2 separate regions of the Zea mays genome follow, and region 2 is linked to region 1. Evidence: chromatin contacts called from public Hi-C data. All regions are on one chromosome and are shown on one strand. Each heading gives the region's core, a stretch centred on a gene start, on an enhancer-like site or on the middle of the called end of the contact. The rest is flanking DNA. Distances are from core to core; before and after follow the strand shown.

What was found. A called contact is a pair of places that touch in the nucleus more often than the background predicts.
Region 2: a Hi-C map of tassel shows a contact between it and region 1, with 5 times the contacts expected there. The contact joins the promoter of LOC103654636 here to the promoter of LOC100283878 in region 1. A contact is called at or near these places in 2 of 25 Hi-C or Micro-C datasets (ear and tassel).

What each region holds. Positions count from the first base shown.
Region 1 is chr4:221,219,222-221,224,325 of Zm-B73-REFERENCE-NAM-5.0, reverse strand. It overlaps LOC100283878, which reads right to left and starts at 1,946. Exons shown (of 5, transcript NM_001412596.1): 1 at 1,642-1,946; 2 at 1,053-1,127; 3 at 570-963; 4 at 1-485. The coding sequence starts at 1,112.
Region 2 is chr4:221,488,888-221,493,658 of Zm-B73-REFERENCE-NAM-5.0, reverse strand. It overlaps LOC103654636, which reads right to left and starts at 1,799. Exons shown (of 14, transcript XM_020552840.3): 1 at 1,609-1,799; 2 at 1,311-1,396. The coding sequence starts at 1,676.

The DNA.
Region 1 (5,104 bases), core at 697-3,196:
GTCAGCGATGCCAGGGAACATGGTTGTGCCACCACTGAGAACAATGTTACCATACAAGTCCTTCCTGATATCCACGTCGCATTTCATGATGGAGTTGTAGGTGGTCTCATGGATGCCAGGAGCTTCCATACCAATGAAGGAAGGCTGGAAGAGGACCTCGGGGCATCGGAACCTCTCCGCCCCAATGGTGATCACCTGGCCATCAGGCAGCTCGTAGCTCTTCTCCACAGATGAGCTGCTCTTGGCGTTCTCCAGCTCCTGATCATAGTCAAGAGCCACGTATGCAAGCTTTTCCTTGATGTCCCGTACGATTTCCCGTTCGGCCGTGGTGGTGAAGGAGTAACCTCTCTCGGTGAGGATCTTCATCAGGCTGTCAGTCAGGTCACGCCCAGCAAGGTCAAGACGCAGGATGGCATGAGGAAGGGCATAACCTTCGTAGATTGGCACGGTGTGGCTGACACCATCACCAGAGTCCAACACAATACCTGAAGGAACAGCAATCCATAATTGAGATGGAAAAATTTGGGAAGTCCTAATGAAATTTGGTCACCATGTTAAAGAATCATTACCAGTTGTACGCCCACTGGCGTACAGGGAAAGCACAGCCTGGATGGCGACATACATGGCAGGAACATTGAAGGTCTCAAACATGATTTGGGTCATCTTCTCCCTGTTAGCTTTGGGGTTGAGTGGGGCTTCCGTCAGCAGCACAGGGTGCTCTTCAGGCGCCACACGGAGTTCATTATAGAAGGTGTGGTGCCAGATCTTCTCCATGTCATCCCAATTGCTAACAATACCATGTTCGATGGGGTACTTCAAAGTCAGGATACCCCTCTTGGACTGGGCCTCGTCACCAACATACGCATCCTTCTGCCCCATGCCAACCATCACACCAGTGTGACGGGGGCGTCCGACAATGCTTGGGAAAACAGCCCTTGGCGCATCGTCACCAGCAAAACCAGCCTGCCAATAGTTTGTAAGAAAACGTGTGATTAAATTAGCAGAAAAAGGTTGCAGAATATGAAGTACCAGCATGAACAAGAACTACAAACCTTGACCATGCCAGTTCCATTGTCACAAACAAGGGGCTGAATGTCCTCACCGTCAGCCATTTGTTACTGATGATGCTGGAACAAAAACACGAGGAGACAAAGGATAAGTAACAGAATATCTATCTCAATAGGAAACAGCAAGTTTGGTATTAGCTGCATTTTCAGCAAAGGAAACAGGGCAAAAACACACTACACCACTATCCACTGAGACAGGACCTTGGATCATCTCTATTTTCTAATTTAACAAAAGGATTCAGATGAATCTTGTCTCAACACTGTGATTCATCTAAATCTACAGAACAGGCACAGTTTCTGCAGTCAAAACACGTTACGAGGGCAGTTAATGACACTCCAAATCGAATATTTCAGAAATCAAACAAATACAAACGCACTAGCGGGCGGTTATCCTTGCGAGGCAAGATGGACAAACTGTTCATCTTCTTCTTGTGACCCCGTAAGAACTGCTTGGCCGCGGCTTATGTTGATAACTAATCGGCAACCAGAGCTCAGCAATCGGAATGCCGCAGTAACAAATCGGATCTGATCTACTGTGCGCAAGAATGGGTTGAACTGCGTGCTTCAGACTAACCTCGACGCCACGAAAATCGTAATGGAGAAAGATTCGGAACTAATTCCTCCAACACCTCCTCTTCTTTCACCGCTTACCCGGAGATCTAGGAGAACCTGCCGCTGCCGCCGGCCGCGAGTCCTCGCTCCCACGGAGAGCGCACGAGAGTAAGTGGTTGTGATAGGCCGAATGAGGAGAGCCAAGGGTTTCGCCGGTTTTTATACGCGCATCCCGGCTGGGAGAAAGTTAATTAAAAAGGACAAATAGAAAATCTATACGCTTGAAAAACTCATCACTTCAAACGTCCACCCATCCTAACCAAATCCTGCCTTCAAAACCAACGCACCAAATCCTTTTATTTCCCTCTCATTCTTACTCAATCACGTGGAACGACCAATATTTCCTCAATCATTCTCGACACTTATCGTGTGTTTAGTTGTCCGCATATAAAGAGTCAGACTCTCTACATACATTGATCACAGCTTAACCTGTGTTTAGTTCACTACATCTAGTCGTACTGGCACGCACGCACCGATGTAATTTAGACTTATTTAACTGTATCTAATATATAGAAATTAGTGGTACCCAGTAAAAGAGGCTCATACGAGCTTGGCTACGCAAGTTAAGACATCCAATCACATAGTTATAGATCATTCATAGGCTCCATCAGCCTATATTGAAAGCAATCATACTGATATCTATTTCTTTAATGATTTCATTCACGTCCATTTATTCCTAAGAATCAACGGCGATATGTTAGGGATGTTTTTATCTCTACTACTCCTTAAGAGCAGAGTGTAGGCGTCCACAGTTTATTCTGGTGCACGGTTCTGCCTGGACCGCGGATGGAAGGTTCCGCGTGCTCTGCTCGACCACGCCTTCGCCCCACCCTGCGCATACCTGATAGTCGCCTAGAGGGGGGGTGAATAGGGCGAAACTGAAATTTACAAATATAAACACAACTACAAGCCGGGGTTAGCGTTAGTAATAATAAATGAGTCCGCAAGAGAGGGCGCAAAACAAATCCCAAGCGAATAAGCAAATGAGACACGGAGATTTGTTTTACCGAGGTTCGGTTCTTACAAACCTACTCCCCGTTGAGGAGGCCACAAAGGCCGGGTCTCTTTCAACCCTTCCCTCTCTCAAACGGTCCCGCGGACCGAGTGAGCTTCTCTTCTCTAATCAAAGCCGGGATCAAAACTTCCCCGCAAGGGCCACCACACAATTGGTGCCTCTTGCCTTGATTACAATGGAGTTGTGATCTCAAGAACAAGTGAGAAAGAAAAGAAGCAATCCAAGCGCAAGAGCTCAAATGAACACGGCAAATCACTCTCTCTAGTCACTAGGGTTTTGTGTGGAATTGGAGAGGATTTGATCTCTTTGAATGTGTCTAGAATTGAATGCCTAGCTCTTGTAAGTGGTTGAGAAGTGGAAAACTTGGATGGCAATGAATGTGGGGTGGTTGGGGTATTTATAGCCCCAACCACCAAATGTGGCCGTTGCTGGGAGCTCTCTGTTCGATGGCGCACCGGACAGTCCGGTGCACACCGGACAGTCCGGTGCCCCCTGCCACGTCATCGTTGCCGTTGGATTCTGACCGTTGGAGCTCTGACATGTGGACCCGCCTGGATGTCCGGTGTACACCGGACATGAACTGTTCATTGTCCGGTGCAACGGTATGGGCGCGCCTGCCGACTGCGCGCGCAGAGCGCGCATTAAATGCGCTTGCAGGTGACCATTGGCGCGGAAGTAGCCGTTGCTCCGTGGTTCACCGGACAGTCCGGTGCACACCGGACAGTCCGGTGAATTTTAGCGGAGCGGCTGCCGCGCGAACCCGAGGCTGACGAGTTCCGGAGGCCGCGGTTCGTTGGCGCACCGGACATGTCCGGTGCACACCGGACAGTCCGGTGAATTATAGTGCGCCGGCCTCCGCGAATTCCCGAGGGCGAAGGGTTGAAGTCGAAGTCCTCTGGCGAAGGGTAGAAAACGAAGTCTACGGGCGCACCGGACACTGTCCGGTGCACACCGGACAGTCCGGTGCCTCCAGCCAGAGGTGCCCTCGGTTGCCTTATTGCTCCTTTGTTGAATCCAACACTTGGTCTTTTTATTGGCTAGATGTGAACCTTTTGCACCTGTATAACTTATACACTAGAGCAAACTAGTCAGTCCAATATTTGTGTTGGGCAATTCAACCACCAAAATTATTTAGGAACTAGGTGAAAGCCTAATTCCCTTTCAATCTCCCCCTTTTTGGTGATTGATGCCAACACAAACCAAAGCAAATAAAGAAGTGCATAATTGAACTAGTTTGTAAAAGGTAAGTGAAAAGGTTACTTGGAATTAAGCCAATATAACTACTTACAAGATATGCAAGGAATGTTTCTTTCTTATATAACATTTTGGACCACGTTTGCACCACATGTTTTGTTTTTGCAACTTCTTTTTGTAAATCCATTTCAAAGATCTTTTGCAAATAGTCAAAGGTACATGAATAAGAGTTTGCAAAGCATTTTTAAGATTTGAAATTGTCTCCCCCTATTTCAAATGCTTTTCCTTTGACTAAACAAAACTCCCCCTAAAAGAGATCCACCTCTTAGTGTTCAAGAGGGTTTTGATATACCATTTTTGAAATACTACTTTCTCCCCCTTTTGAACACAATAGGATACCAAATGATAAAGACTTTTGGAAAGCACTAAGTGTTTAAATTTGGTGGTGGTGGTGCGGTCCTTTTGCTTTGGGCTCATTTCTCCCCCTTTTTGGCATGAATCGCCAAAAACGGAATCATTAGAGCCCTCTTAAGTATTTTCTTCCCCTTTGGTCATAAGTAACGAGTTAAGATTATACCAAAGATGAAGTCCGGTCCTTTTGCTTTTGAGCTTTTACTTTCTCCTCCAAGGATGAAGTCCTTTTCTTTGATGCTCATTTCTCCCCCAAAGACGAGAGAGTTGCTCGGAGTGATGGCGAAGCATGAGTTACGGAGTGGAAGCCTTTGTCTTCGCCGAAGACTCCAATTCCCTTTCAATATACCTATGACTTGGTTTGAAATCGACTTGAAAACACATTAGTCATAGCATATAAAAGAGATATGATCAAAGGTATTTAAATGAGCTATGTGTGCAAGCTAGCAAAAGAAATTTCTAGAATCAAGAATATTGAGCTCATGCCTAAGTCTGGTAAAAGATTGTTCATCAAGTGGCTTGGTAAAGATATCGGCTAATTGATCTTTAGTATTAATGTAAGAAATCTCGATATCCCCCTTTTGTTGGTGATCCCTAAGAAAATGATACCGAATGGCTATGTGCTTAGTGCGGCTATGCTCGACGGGATTGTCGGCCATTTTAATTGCACTCTCATTATCACATAGCAAAGGGACTTTGGTTAATTTGTAACCGTAGTCCCGCAGGGTTTGCCTCATCCAAAGCAATTGCGCGCAACAATGTCCTGCGGCAATGTACTTGGCTTCGGCGGTGGAAAGAGCGACCG
Region 2 (4,771 bases), core at 550-3,049, 270 kb before region 1:
CAAGGGGATCGGACTCGATGCCTGAGATGGCAGCGGCCATGGAGCAGCGCTGAAGAACAACACGCTAGAAGCGGAAGCGGCAGGGAAAAAACCTAGACTAGTGATACCATGTGAGTGAAGTAGAATGCAGGAATTGTGTCTATATTGATAGAGTAGAGTGTTGTTACATATATAGGGGAAGAGCCAGAGGCAAAAGAAAACCTCCTAAACAAGGAAACCGCATGACCCTAATTGATCCTTACCATCCTGGACTCTTCCCCAAATCTCTCTCTTTCATCTCCACGAGAAGAAACAGAACACTGCACCAAGACTTGACTGCCAACAATTGGATACACGACATCAACCTTCAGCATCGAAACTTCTCTGCCCAACATTTGCCGAGTACATCACGCCTATGGCAAGAGACTGAGGCGCAACATCCTACTAAGAATGGCACGCTACATGGAAATTTGAGGAAAATGGAGAGTACTCTGCTTCTTCGGCTTACCAGGCCCAGTTTATAGGCGCAACCCGCTATAATTTTGAAGCCATAATATGGAAACCCTGGGCTCCGTTTGAATGTAAATTCTTGAGGTGACTTGCAATTCAGAACCGAATTTGGACCGTTCACATATTAGAAGCCTAGACGTGCCCAAACCAAAGGGATCTGCCCACTATGTAGGCTACATGTGGAATCAGGCCGGCACCTTTTCAGAGACTTACAGTTCACTAAACGACTATGGATCAAAATCGCCGTCTGGACAGCAAATTCTGATTTGCACCTGAATGCTTGGCCGCAAACTTTACGGTGCTTTAGAAAATCAAGGACGAGGTGAGAGTTTGGATCATGGTGGGAGGCTGGGAGCAGAGCACAATGATAACCTCTTGAACCACCACCGTCCGTGTTTTTTGACCCGTCGCTCCTCTGTCGGAGGTATTTTTTTCCCTTCTGTACTTAATTGTATAATTGGTGCGTTTTGTACAGTGCTTGTCTGGGCAACCCCTTCTTTTTAACACAGTGGGGACCTCTCTTGCCGGTTTGTTTAAAAAAAATAACTTCAGAATCAGAAGGAACTATCCCATCCTTCCTCGTAATCAGCTAGCTAGCTAGCTCTCTATCCGTCGTAATGATGGTGTGGTTCATGTGTTTTTTTTTTTGATAAACAAGAGGTGAAATCGCATGTCATTGCGTGTCAAATCGTCTATATAGAGTAGAACAGAACAGATTATATTACATGTCAAATCATGGCGACATATTTTCTGCGGAACAGAATGAAGAATGGATTATTATTATTTTTTATATATCTGCATCAAGAAAGGTGAATTCGCACCTTCGTATTGCGTGACCCTGGCCGGCGAGATGGGTGCTCGATTCTCGTCATCCTCCCACAGGGCACTAATCTTCACGCGGTACCATCTGCATGCGAACAAAAAAAAAATCAAAGGCCAAAAATATTTGCTCTCCAAATCGACAAACAATGCAATGCATATCTTTTTCTACCCATCGAGGGGAGTCGAAAAACGAATGCCGTTAAAAAAATACGAGAAAGTTAACATGTTCTTCAAAGGGAAAAAAAGAAAGGGACTGGGGATTTTTTTTTTTTTGGTCTCTCTCCGAATCCTTGATACCCTTGCTGGAACAGGTCCAGGTTGTGGAAGCGGTCGATGTAAATGGCCACCTCATGCGCCGTCTCCATGGCGACCGACCGACGTCCGTGCAGGGATCGCCACACGGCGGCGAATCGACGCCGGCGAGACCGGCCACCCCTCTTCCCTCTCCCCGTACGCCTTGTCGCGCGGCCACGCAAGCGACCTCCTCTTTTTCTTGGCCCCTTGGTGTCCGGCAAATATTTCTAAGCCAACCACAATGGTCGGACGGACTCATTAGTGGGCCTAAATACCCTAGCAGCTCGCATCGGCAGGCCCATTCGTGGAAAAATCTTCTTGAATTACGATGAGGCCACCAACCTTCCTCTCACACTATATATCTCACTTACTATTCAAAACTTCACTATATAAACAGTGTACAAAACAATATTTTGCACGTTTATATCCATGCTCCGTTGTAGGTATCTTAACACTAGTGCTATAACATTTGAGAGGCTCATCATTATTTAGGAATATATTCATGTACATACATCTGGGCTGGCAAGCACATCATAGTATGGCCTGCTAAAGCACAACCTCATTTGTGACCGTGCTAGCCCACGGGCCAAGCCATCGATCCAATACAAAGAAATTTATTCGGTCACTAAAATTAATCAAATGAAATGAAGCATAAACATAAGTACAAAACATATATGACCAAAAAATTGAGCTATTTTGTGGCTGTCGCGTTAAAAAACATTTGATCATAAGGGAAAAGGAGTCCAACCAGCGAGGTACAATTATTGATTTTTGACCCAAAACTTGACCCAATCCAAAAAACGGCTCAAAGCCAAAAAAAAAAACCGATCTGACATGTCCAATAGGGAAGCGTGGGCATACGAAGTCATACTCATACCCACTAGGAAAAAATTGACTCATACCCATACCCACTACCCATCATGGTTACAAAATTACGCCATACTCATACCCACCATGGGTAGCGGGTACCCATCAGATACACATACTCATTAACATTACGATAGACATGATCATTTGAATCGCAAAAATAAATACCAGCATAACAAATGTATCGAACCCAACATAATTTTATCACAGGTTCAACAAATATTCAAAATTAAATGGCAACATCATGCCTTCAAATCACACAAAACATAGCATTGATTCTACAAAACTGTGGACAAAATCATGTCTTCAAATCTAATTGTTCAATACACAATACTTAATATTTGAATATATTAGCGGGTTCCCCATCGAGTAGCGGTTATGGGGCAACAGAGAACATACACATGCCCACTGTACCCGATGGGCATAACAAATGACCCAATAAAATATCCATAGGTATCAAAATCCGCCATACCCGTACCCTAGTAGGCTTTTTATCCATCGGGTTCGAGTTTCGGGTACCCATTGTCATCCCTAGGGAAGCGCGAGCCGACCCAACTTGACATTAGACATGGGTCGAGTATAGGCCTACCAAATAACCCACGGCCAACCTTGACCTGATTTGAATCTGATCGACCTCCATGCAACTAGTACGAGTATCATTGTATTTAATCATAATCCATCTAAAAATAGCACTGGAATTAGCTTGCTTAAATGTAGGGGTAGAACGTACAAGTAGGGCCCCTTTGGTAGGGCTTATTTTTCAGCTTCGGCTCTGGCTCATGCAAAAGTTGTGCCAAACACCTTTTTTTCAAATGGCTTCACCAGTGAAGTGCTTTTCCAAAATGAACTAGAGGACATGAGCTAAAAAAATAATTAATTTTTTTTCAGCTCACGTCATTTTTGCACAATAGCCCTCCCACCAGTCCAAATTAATTTTTTTGGTCCTGCCCTCAATCCCTAGCCACGTACAGGAGAGATCGACCACGTAAAAAGTAAACTATACAAGGGTCTTTCTGAAAAACAATCTATAAGCCGTTTTGCCAAATGATTTTTCAGAATGGCTTTGGCTCATCTAAAGAAGTGGCTTCACCTCGTGAGCCAGAGCCAAAGCCGTTTTTGGAGAAGCCAGAGCCCTGCCAAAGCGGCCCGTAGTTTATCTCAGAAATCAGTAATGAAAAACGATTTTCAACTCTGGCAGAGGGCCCTGAATATCTTCCTTGTAACCAAAATTTGAAGGGAAAAAAATCAATTAAAATCCTTCCCGGGATGTATGTGCCAAAGGAACGGGAAGATCCAGCCAGCACGTCCCAGCAAGGTGACGCGAGCATGACGCACCGGTGACGCCCAGACCCAGGCCCAACAATGTGGGAACGGGACCACCAAAGGGGTCGCCACGCACGCTGCAGCAGCGGCGGCAGGTGAGAAGCCTGCAGCCGACCTCACCTGCGCCTGCATCACACACACGAGGCTTGCCGTCCTCTTCCCCCGCAGCATCACCAGCCAGCTGGAAAAGCGAGACAGATCACCAGAGCAATGGAGACCACAGACGACCAACAGAAGAAGGAACACGAAGAACAGGCAGGCAGCTGCGGCTCTGGGACTGGGCATCAGGCAGCCGCATGCCGTCACGCCATCACCTCTCCTCTCTTCTCGCCGTGTACAGACAGACACTGACGAAAAAGTGGCCATGATGACGACGATAATGGCGAGTTGACGACGAATGAAGATGCCCGTGCCCAGGCAAAATACAAAGTCAGAAACCACCTCTTACTCTTTGCCTCTTGTAAACCAGGCTCCATGTGTGGCAGGTGAACCTGCAGCAGAGCCCGCAGGCCCTGACGACGCCAAAAGTAAGAGGGTTAGTGAGGTTATGAGTAAAAGGCCCAAGATGAGAGAGACCATAATCAGCGAGATACAGCTTTAATCCGGCTACGCTGTCTTTTGGAGCCACTCGGGTCTTCCGTACCATCCGACAATTGCTGGGCACCACGTACGTGGGAGAAGAAAAAACAGCACATCCAACCGCCGCACTAGAGCGGCAACGGCCTGTAGATCTGCTGGAACAGACACAAACACTGTCATTTTTTTCCCCATCAGGCACGGAAAAATGGCGTCGTTTTATTGCCTTGATCACGACCTCTTCATCATCATTAGCGCCTTCAAAATATCCTGCAGGTCCACCGTCCCAAGAAAGAAAGGAAAAAAAAAGGTTGCAGCTTCTACTGTTCTGAAGTGTTGTAACACCAACTTTATTCAATGCGAAAGCTGCGTGTAGTTATTAATCCCATCCCATTGCTAT